Linked DNA regions of Ovis aries: region 2 is linked to region 1. A link is a contact called in public Hi-C data. All regions are on one chromosome and are shown on one strand. Each heading gives the region's core, a stretch centred on a gene start, on an enhancer-like site or on the middle of the called end of the contact. The rest is flanking DNA. Distances are from core to core; before and after follow the strand shown.

Region 1 (3,933 bases), core at 590-3,089:
CATGAACTTAATAAATGGTTGCTTTTTAAAGTTACCAAGTTTTCAGGTTGTTTGTTACACAGCAATACAGACTGATACAAACATCTTGTAGAAAGCTCTTGCTTTTGTTAATAGTCAAAGACTTTTAAATATGTGCTTTTACCAATGTGTATGCAAGTTAGGAAGGGAAAATACTTAAAGAAAAGTCAGAAACTTGGGTTCTGCCAGCTCTTATGAGTTTCAAAATAGCCCAGGAATTTCTAGAAAGGTCATGACATATATTTAGAAATTTGTCTTCTGGATCCACCAACTCCTCCCCCTCTAGTTTTGGTTTATTCCATATATTCGATTATAAAAAGAATGTAATGAAATAAATAGGCATTTTCATGCTGATAAGAATGTGAATAGACATGATATCTTTTTTTGACATGATATAATTTTTATTAATTACATAAATATTTATTAAAAATACTCTGCAGTCAGGAGGAAGGGTACAGTATATATACAACTTCTGTCCTTAAGCAGCTGACAATTTTTTAGAAGTAACAAACAAAACCTTAATTGTGAAACATATATAAAAATAAAATACTGGAAAGGAATTTGGCATTATGTATCGATGGCTTTAAGTCATTTTTACTCTTTGGTGCAATGATTTCTATTCTGAAAATACAAAATGAATAACCCAAATGAAAATCTTATTCACAAAATATTCTTCTCTCTATGTAAGTATGGGCTTCCCAGGTGGCGCTAGTGATAAAGACCCTACCTGTCAATGCAGGAGATGTAAGAGGCGTTGGTTCAATCTCCGCATCTGAAAGATACCCTGGAGGAGGACATGGCCATCCACTCCAGTATTCTCGCCTGGAGAGTCCCGTGGACAGAGAAGCCTGAGGGGCTATAGCCCAGGGGGTTGTGAATAGTCGGACACGACTGAAGCCACTTAGCACACATATATAAGTATAGGTGAAATGTACTAATTACCAACAGCAATTAGTTATCCTATGTCTACTAGCTGGAGTGCTGCACAACCATGAAACTTATGTTTATGAAGAATTTGTTATAAATCATGTTTATAACAAAGTCATTATGACAAGTACTCAATAAAATACAGAATACAAAAATACATTTGCAGTAACACTGAGCTTAAATAACAAAGTAAAGATTAGGAAAAATACTCTATTTCTAGTGATTTGGACAAATAACGGGAAAGAAGAGAGGAAATTAACATTTTTGATGATGTGTTATGTATTAAATATATATGTATTATGTCCCTTAACATCAAAAGATTACTGTTAATTAAAAAAACAACAACAACAAAAAAAACAGTGGTTGATGATTTGGCAGTGGCGGCCCTTGTTTCCATTCTGAGTTCACTCCTGCTCACCACAGGGGTGAAGGTAGTGGTTGATGGCATCCTTCTTTTGCCAATAGGGCAGGCAGCAATTTTTAAGATTATGGCTGAACTGATCCCACATGGCATCTGAGGCTGGGCCCTAAAAGGCAATATAGTGTAACTCCTGTCTGGCCCTGTTTCTCTGGGACATGCACATTGGGCACACACGGCCTGGAGTTGTGGAGCTGTATGTTAGGGTAGGTAGACCGCAGAGAGACGGGGATGTGTGAGGAGCCCTGGCTTCTCTGTTTGCAGCTGACCCAGCAGTAACTGACACAGGGCACGAGAAGGGCAGAGCACTGTGCTTGGGAAGGTCCCCGCGGTCTGTCAGGATGGAACTGACTCTGGTTTTTTTTTTTTTTTTTTTTAAGAAGTCAGCATCAGAATTTCTCAAGTTACTCAACTCCTCTGGAGGTAGGTTTTAACCAGTTTCAAGAGCTATAAGCCCACAGGAATGCAGAACTCAGTTCAAAACACACTATAAACTGACTCATTTTCACGAGACTATTAAAAAAAAAGTTGAACATATGCTTCATTTTCTTAGGGCTTCCAAAAACAATAGGCAAGTCTTTCAAATGGAGCCATGTGTGTGCGGAAGATCTGTCTGGAATCCAAATCCGTCCCTGATGTAGTTAGCCTAAGGAAAATTCTTTTGTTTCAGTGAACCTGGAGGCAAAGAAAATCACTGGGCTAGAGAAGCAGTCTTTGTCACAAGGTTGGAGAAGTAATGTCGGGCAGAGATGGTTGGGTAAATCAGGTCAGCTTTTCCCCACCTCAGTAACTTGGCCATCTTCCCTTCTAGGTCTTGATTGTACAAAAGGTACAAGTGACTTCACATCCAATGAATCCTGAGTGGCATGGAGGGACAGGGAGATATTGTATGCCAAGAAGCCAAATGGCCGGTTATGTTCAGATTGTAAAGAGATGGTCAGAGCTGGTAGAGTTTTCAGGGATGCTACAGGTAAAGCTCTTTGTTTCTATGGGTGGGACGTTGGAAGCACAGGCAACCAGTGTGACTTACAGAACTGGTTATAGAGTGGGTTTTCAGGCTCAGCTGTGTAAAAGTCTTTGCGACTCCACGGACGATTGCCCCTCAGGATCCTTTGTTCATGGAATTTCCCAAGCAAGAATACTGAGTGGGTTGCCATTTCTTCCTCCAGGGGATCTCCAGGAATCAAACTCGAGTGTCCTGTGTCTCCCACGTTGGCAGGCAGATCTTTACCACTGAGCCATCAGGGAAGCCCACAGCGGAAGGGTAGTGGTCAGAAGCGGCCAAGAGGAGAGGCACAGAAAAGCCCCAGGCGTGACATTCACTGTCCTCTGCCTGCGGACTCCTGGGAGCAGCGCTGACCTTCCCAGTTATGATGTGGCAACATTCGCAGAGTATTCTGAACCAGAGGAGCCCCCCTGAGCCTTGTTCCCAGAGTTCTTATTGGGGTCAAGTGGCCCACAGTGACCTTGGTCACCTACACATGCTTGACAGCCATGTGGCTGACCTCAGTCTCCTTCCTGAGATCAAGTTGGCACCCCATGACCCAAGGACCCCCATCCCAAATTACAGCATCCGCACAGACTAGCAGGCAAGGGCCAAGGCCCCCAGGTAAATAAAGACTTTCAGGTGGGACGTTCCAAGGGCTCAGAGGTGACCCCCCAGGAGCTGGGGCAGGTGATAAACCTTTCTCTGGGCAAGGAGGTCCTTCGCTGTACAAGCTCTAGCTTTATCCCGGTCAAGTTCACAACGTTCATTCACTCATGTGGCCCAGTTTGGGCGAGTCTCTGCTCTTAACAGTCGGGTTTGTCTTCTCCCTTCCTCTGCCTTCTCCTTCCTCTTCCAGGGCTAGAAAACAGAGTCACTCAGGCATCTGCTCTCTTTTGCATTCTACTGGCTTCCTGTAGATCCTTGCATCTGCACCTTTTTTTTCCATCCTCATTGTCAAGGTCACTGTGGGCCCCTTGAGGCAGGACAAACACCCCCTAACTGGCCTCTCCAACTCTCTCCCCCGCCCCGCCCCCGGCAGTCCACCCTCTGGAGTGTTTAGAGGGACCTCTCTAGATATCACCAGTAGAGGCTTATCCTTCGCTTGAAAGCCTTAGGTGATTTCTACCACCCACAGTGTTCAAGCTGTCCTGGCAAACGCAGCGCTACTTGCTTTTCTGGACCCTTGCCCTATCACGTTCTCACCTGTCTTCTGAATAGGATGTTGCTATTCACACCCCTTTCCATCTGGATTATTTTCCTGCCTCTCTCACGCCTCTCCAAGTCCCCCTCCCTCTGCCTCACCGCCCTCCACTCATCAGGCGAGGCCAACCTCCCTGGGCTCAATTAACAAGTCACCTCCCAGGAGAAGCCTTCCTGGTCCTCCCTGGATGCTTCCTCAGTGCTGTAGACAATCCTGCTCTTCTTTTTACCTTGTCCCATGTTTCCAGCCCTTTGCCTGGTGCATAGGAGATGCTCAGGAAATATTTGTTGGCTTAATTCGCAGAGAACAAATAATACAATTTGCAGCATATCTGACTCCATATACTAAAGAGGTCTTCTGAGGCTGGATTTTATTACAGGT
Region 2 (4,189 bases), core at 62-2,561, 200 kb before region 1:
AACTGTTATAAGGTGAATCTCCAACTGAAATACGGGAAAGCCCTGGGCTGCACTCTGATGGACAGACAAAACTGGCCTCAACACTGAACTATGTTTTACAATCCCGAACATTACTCAGCAATCCGTGCCCGGCTGTCATTCCAGGATCCAATGTGCCAAGACAACCTGACCGAGTCTACGGGGAAGAGTGGGAGAAAGTTCCTGCTCTCTCTGATTAGTGAGGGTAAAGCTGAGGTCACGCTGAGGATGGTCTGAAGTTAGCCCTCCATCCGCCTGCGCTAGTGGAAAAATTAATTATTGAAGGAAACCGCTTTAGGAATGCCCGGGAAGAACACTCGGGATGTATGAAACCGCAGAATACCAGACGCCAGAGAGTTTCTTTCTTTTTTTTTTTTTTTTTTCTTTGAAACTTCACGTCGCTCTCAGAAAATGCAGCAGGTCTCCAAATGGTACAAGGAGAAAAACACAAGCCACTTTCTTGGCTTCCCGGGAACAAACCCCAAGCCCCGAATGGATTTTTAAAATTTTTCTCTTTAGTTTCGTTCGCTGTAAGCCAAGTGGTCTAGGGCCTGCCTGGCAGCGCCGAGTCCCAGCCGGGGGCCGGGGGCCTGAGGCCGGGGGCCGGGCCGCCGGCTCCAGAAACGGCGGGGAACTTTCCTCCGCCGCGCCCGAGACAATGCCGCGGTCGTTCGGGAGGGCGCCCGATCGGCGGGGCCTGGACCCCTCTTCGGGAGGGCGCGCCAAACCCCCCACGGGCGGTCCCACCCTCCCCACCCCCGCGCCTCGGGGGTGCAGACCCTCAGCCCCCCAGACGGCCGAGCCCGGCCCTGCGAAGCCCACGGCCAGCTCCCCAGCGCGAACAGAGCCGGGACCCGCCCGCCGCCCCCGTGCCGGCGCCTCTCCGCGCGGGAGCCGAGCAAGGGAGCTCCGACGAGACCCCCGCGCGGCCCCGCCGAGCCAGCCCGAGCGCCCCGCAACTCACCGGGACCGGGCGGGCCGCTGGGCATTATTCCATCGCGGGTTCGGCAGCGGCTCCCTGGCGGCGGCGCAGACGCCTGCGCCCCGGCTCTCTTCGGCCGGCCGATCGCGGCTGTCGCAGCAGAAAGCAGGAGGCGGCGGCGGCGGCGGCGGGAGCAGCCGGCGGGGCGGGAGGCGCGGGCCGGGGGCTGCCCGAGCGCAGAGAGCCCGCCCGCGGTGGCGGCGACGGCGGCGAGGCGCGGGAGCCGAGCGCGGCGCAGGAAGGGGCGGGCGACCATGTGCCGAGGGGAGGAGGCCGCAGCGACGCGCGCGGCTCGGACGATCCCGCTCGGCGGCGGAGGGCGCGGGCTCCAGGAAATCCAAACACTTCGACAGGAAATCGGAATCCTGACTAAGCATTCCCGGTCCCGGGGCCGCCCCGCGCCGGGGGCTCCCGCCTCGCTTAACCCTTGGCCCGCCGGCACGCAGGAGGGGAGTGGGGGGCCGGCGGGCTCCCCGACATCGCGCGGAGAGCGCGGCGGCTGGACACCCGGCAGCCGACCAGCTGGGTCTCCGACCCCACGACTCCGGCGTGCGAGCTGGGCCGGTCGGGCCTCCTGCCTCTTCGGCCCCACACTCGCGGTGGCCTGCCTCCTCCATGCTCAGATGTAGAAGGGATCGGATTTGTCCCCATAAAACCTTGGCCTTGGGAGGTGCCTTTCTAAGTCCCCCAACACCAGGAAAGGACCTTGGCCTCTCTCCCATCCTACAGAGAATGAACTTGAAATCTCCTGGCCGTTTCCCCTATTTTTCGTAAAATAAATGACTTTACCTGACTGCCACCCTCCCACCCCTTTCACTGCTTCCGCGTTGCTAATTTCCTCATGTCTTTTCCAGTGCCAGGGGGACAGGACCTTTCCAGGTCAGGATAGTATACAAATAGTATGGACAGTCGTAGTATGAACTTTGGACCCTGACCTGGGTTGGAATCCACGCTTTGTCTTTTTTCCAACTGGGTTACCTTGGGTAAGTCACTTTACTTCACTGAGCCTCGGATTGATGAAATGTGAAATGAGGTGGTCATACTGCCCTCATAGGTTTGATTTGGAAACCAAACGTTTAGACCAGGACTGACACATTGTAAATGCTCGAATAAATGATAACCATGATTGTCTTTACTACAACAGACGTCAGAGAGGCGAGGGTTTTAATTGATGGAGTGTGTGCTGTGCATTATCTATACCTACTTAAAAAGCCTCCAAACTTCATTTCCATCCTTATCACCTACTGATTTTTTTTTTCTTTGCAGCATTTCAGCAACTGCTGTCTGCAGAGGAAAAGCTTAGCAGCTATGGCAGAATCCCTTCTGGTGAAATCTGAAACTCCGCAAACGCTACAGAATTTGGTATTTTGCTCTTAACCTGAGACTCAGGACACTGCGGGGGTTTGTTAAAAAGTCTGAAGAGGTATTAGGAAGTTTGAGAAAACCAAAGTAAATCTCCATGCAGTCGGGCCTGGACTAGGTGGGCCAGTGGGAGTGATTCATTGTGGTTTCCCACGGAAATGCCGCATTTGGGGTTTTTCTACCTGGAGGATGCAGCTTGGTGGTTTTGCTGTAAGTGTTTCAAATTCCTTTGAAACCCAGTCTGACTTTGAAGAGGGATCAACATGCCCATGAGTGAAAACCAAACTTGAAATGAGTCTGCCAGGGACTGGAAGTTGGATATCAGCTCCTCAAACCTCGAGTAAGGACCAGACATCAGTTTTAGGCCCATTTTGTCTCTTTTCTGCAACTCCTTTATCAGTGGCCAGAAGCAGTGGGACAAGCTCTTGGTTTGGCCCTGGGAGTCCAGGGTCCTGCCCCCAACCCTTTGCACCTGCTTTTCCTTCTGCCTGGAAGAATCTCTGCTTGACTGTTCGTGGCACTCGGCTCATAGTTCAGAAGTCAAGTCCTCAAAGGGAGCTTTCCCCAACCATTGGATCTACTTGACTTTGACACTCACCTCTCCCACCCCTACCTCTCCTGCACATCACATGCCCTGTTTCATTGCTTTATAGCCCTTGAAAAAGGGCGCGTTAGTCTCAGTCATGTACAACTCTTTGCAACCTCATGTACAACTCTTTGCAACCTCATATACCGTAGCCCACCAGGCTTCTCAGTCCATGGAGTTCTCCAGGTATGAATATTGGAATGGGTAGCCATTCCCTTCTCCAGGGAACCTTCCCAACCCAGGGATCTAACCCGAATCTCCTCCATTGCAGGCAGATTCGTTACCCTCTGAGCCACCAGGAGGCTTTCAAATAGGAAAGCCCAGTGTAATGGAAGAAGTGTCAGACACCTCTATTAATGGTTCAGGAAAGTTAAAACTCTAAGTAATTAAGACTGTCAGACAAGTTAACTGCAATCTCATTGATACAGTCCTAGTTAATTGCACCTTCCTTTGTGCTCCTGTAGCACTTCCATTCATTTAAAGAATATATCACATTCTACACTTGCTCAGTGAGTCCCCTCCTAAGTTAGAAGGCAAACTCTGAGTTGGAGGGAAAGGAAAGGACTGCATTTATTGACCACTTACTCTGGCCAGGACCCTGAGCAGGGTGAATTTGAATTAATTAAAGCCATCACTAGTTAAGGGCTTCCCTGTGGCTCAGTGGTAAAGAATCTGCCTGCCGATACAGGAGATACAGTTTGATCTAGGAAGATTCCACATGCCTCAGAGTAACTAAACCGGTGCACCACAGCTACTGAGCCCGCATGCCCTAAAGCCCTTGCTCCCCAAACAAGAGAAGCCACTGCAATGAAAAGCCCGCACACCACAGCTAGAGACTAGCCCCAGCTCACTGAAACTAGAGAAAAAAGCCTGTGCCTCACAGCCAACTGAAAAAAAGTCACTAGTTAAGTGCTCAAAAATCTTCTGGGCAATAGATTTGCAAAGATGCACTGTTCTTGCCCTCCAGGTTATATTTAGAAAGCAGAGAAATGATTATTCTTATAGAGGTATGCTCAGAGTGTCACAGGGAAGTCTTCCTAAATCAGTAGGGAGCGGGTATCTTAGTTCAGGGTTCTATAACAGAATATCATAAACTCAGTGACTTATACGCTCACCTTTATTTCTCACAGTTCTAAGAAGTTAAGAAGTCTGATGCTGACAGATTCTGTGTCTGGTGAGACCCCTCGTCCTGGTTCACAAATGACCATCTTCCGGGGCAAGGGGGTCTGTCTTTCTGTTAT

The links. A called contact is a pair of places that touch in the nucleus more often than the background predicts.
Region 2: a Hi-C map of skin fibroblasts shows a contact between it and region 1, with 1.8 times the contacts expected there. The contact joins the promoter of ASAP1 here to the enhancer-like site in region 1. A contact is called at or near these places in 3 of 16 Hi-C or Micro-C datasets (liver, skin fibroblasts and tail adipose tissue).

What each region holds. Positions count from the first base shown.
Region 1 is chr9:23,146,742-23,150,674 of ARS-UI_Ramb_v3.0, reverse strand. No RefSeq gene overlaps it. Among named protein-coding and RNA genes, the nearest start is that of TRNAC-ACA, 190 kb to the right of the region's middle. Within about 2 kb of position 1,839, at least 3 of the 54 cell types and tissues checked have an H3K27ac peak or open chromatin away from gene starts, as enhancers often do.
Region 2 is chr9:23,345,547-23,349,735 of ARS-UI_Ramb_v3.0, reverse strand. It overlaps ASAP1 (ArfGAP with SH3 domain, ankyrin repeat and PH domain 1), which reads right to left and starts at 1,311. Exons shown (of 30, transcript XM_060393356.1): 1 at 983-1,311. LOC114116486 (sterile alpha motif domain-containing protein 1-like) reads right to left here and starts at 1,617. Exons shown (of 1, transcript XM_027973492.1): 1 at 979-1,617. The coding sequence starts at 1,617. The coding sequence ends at 979.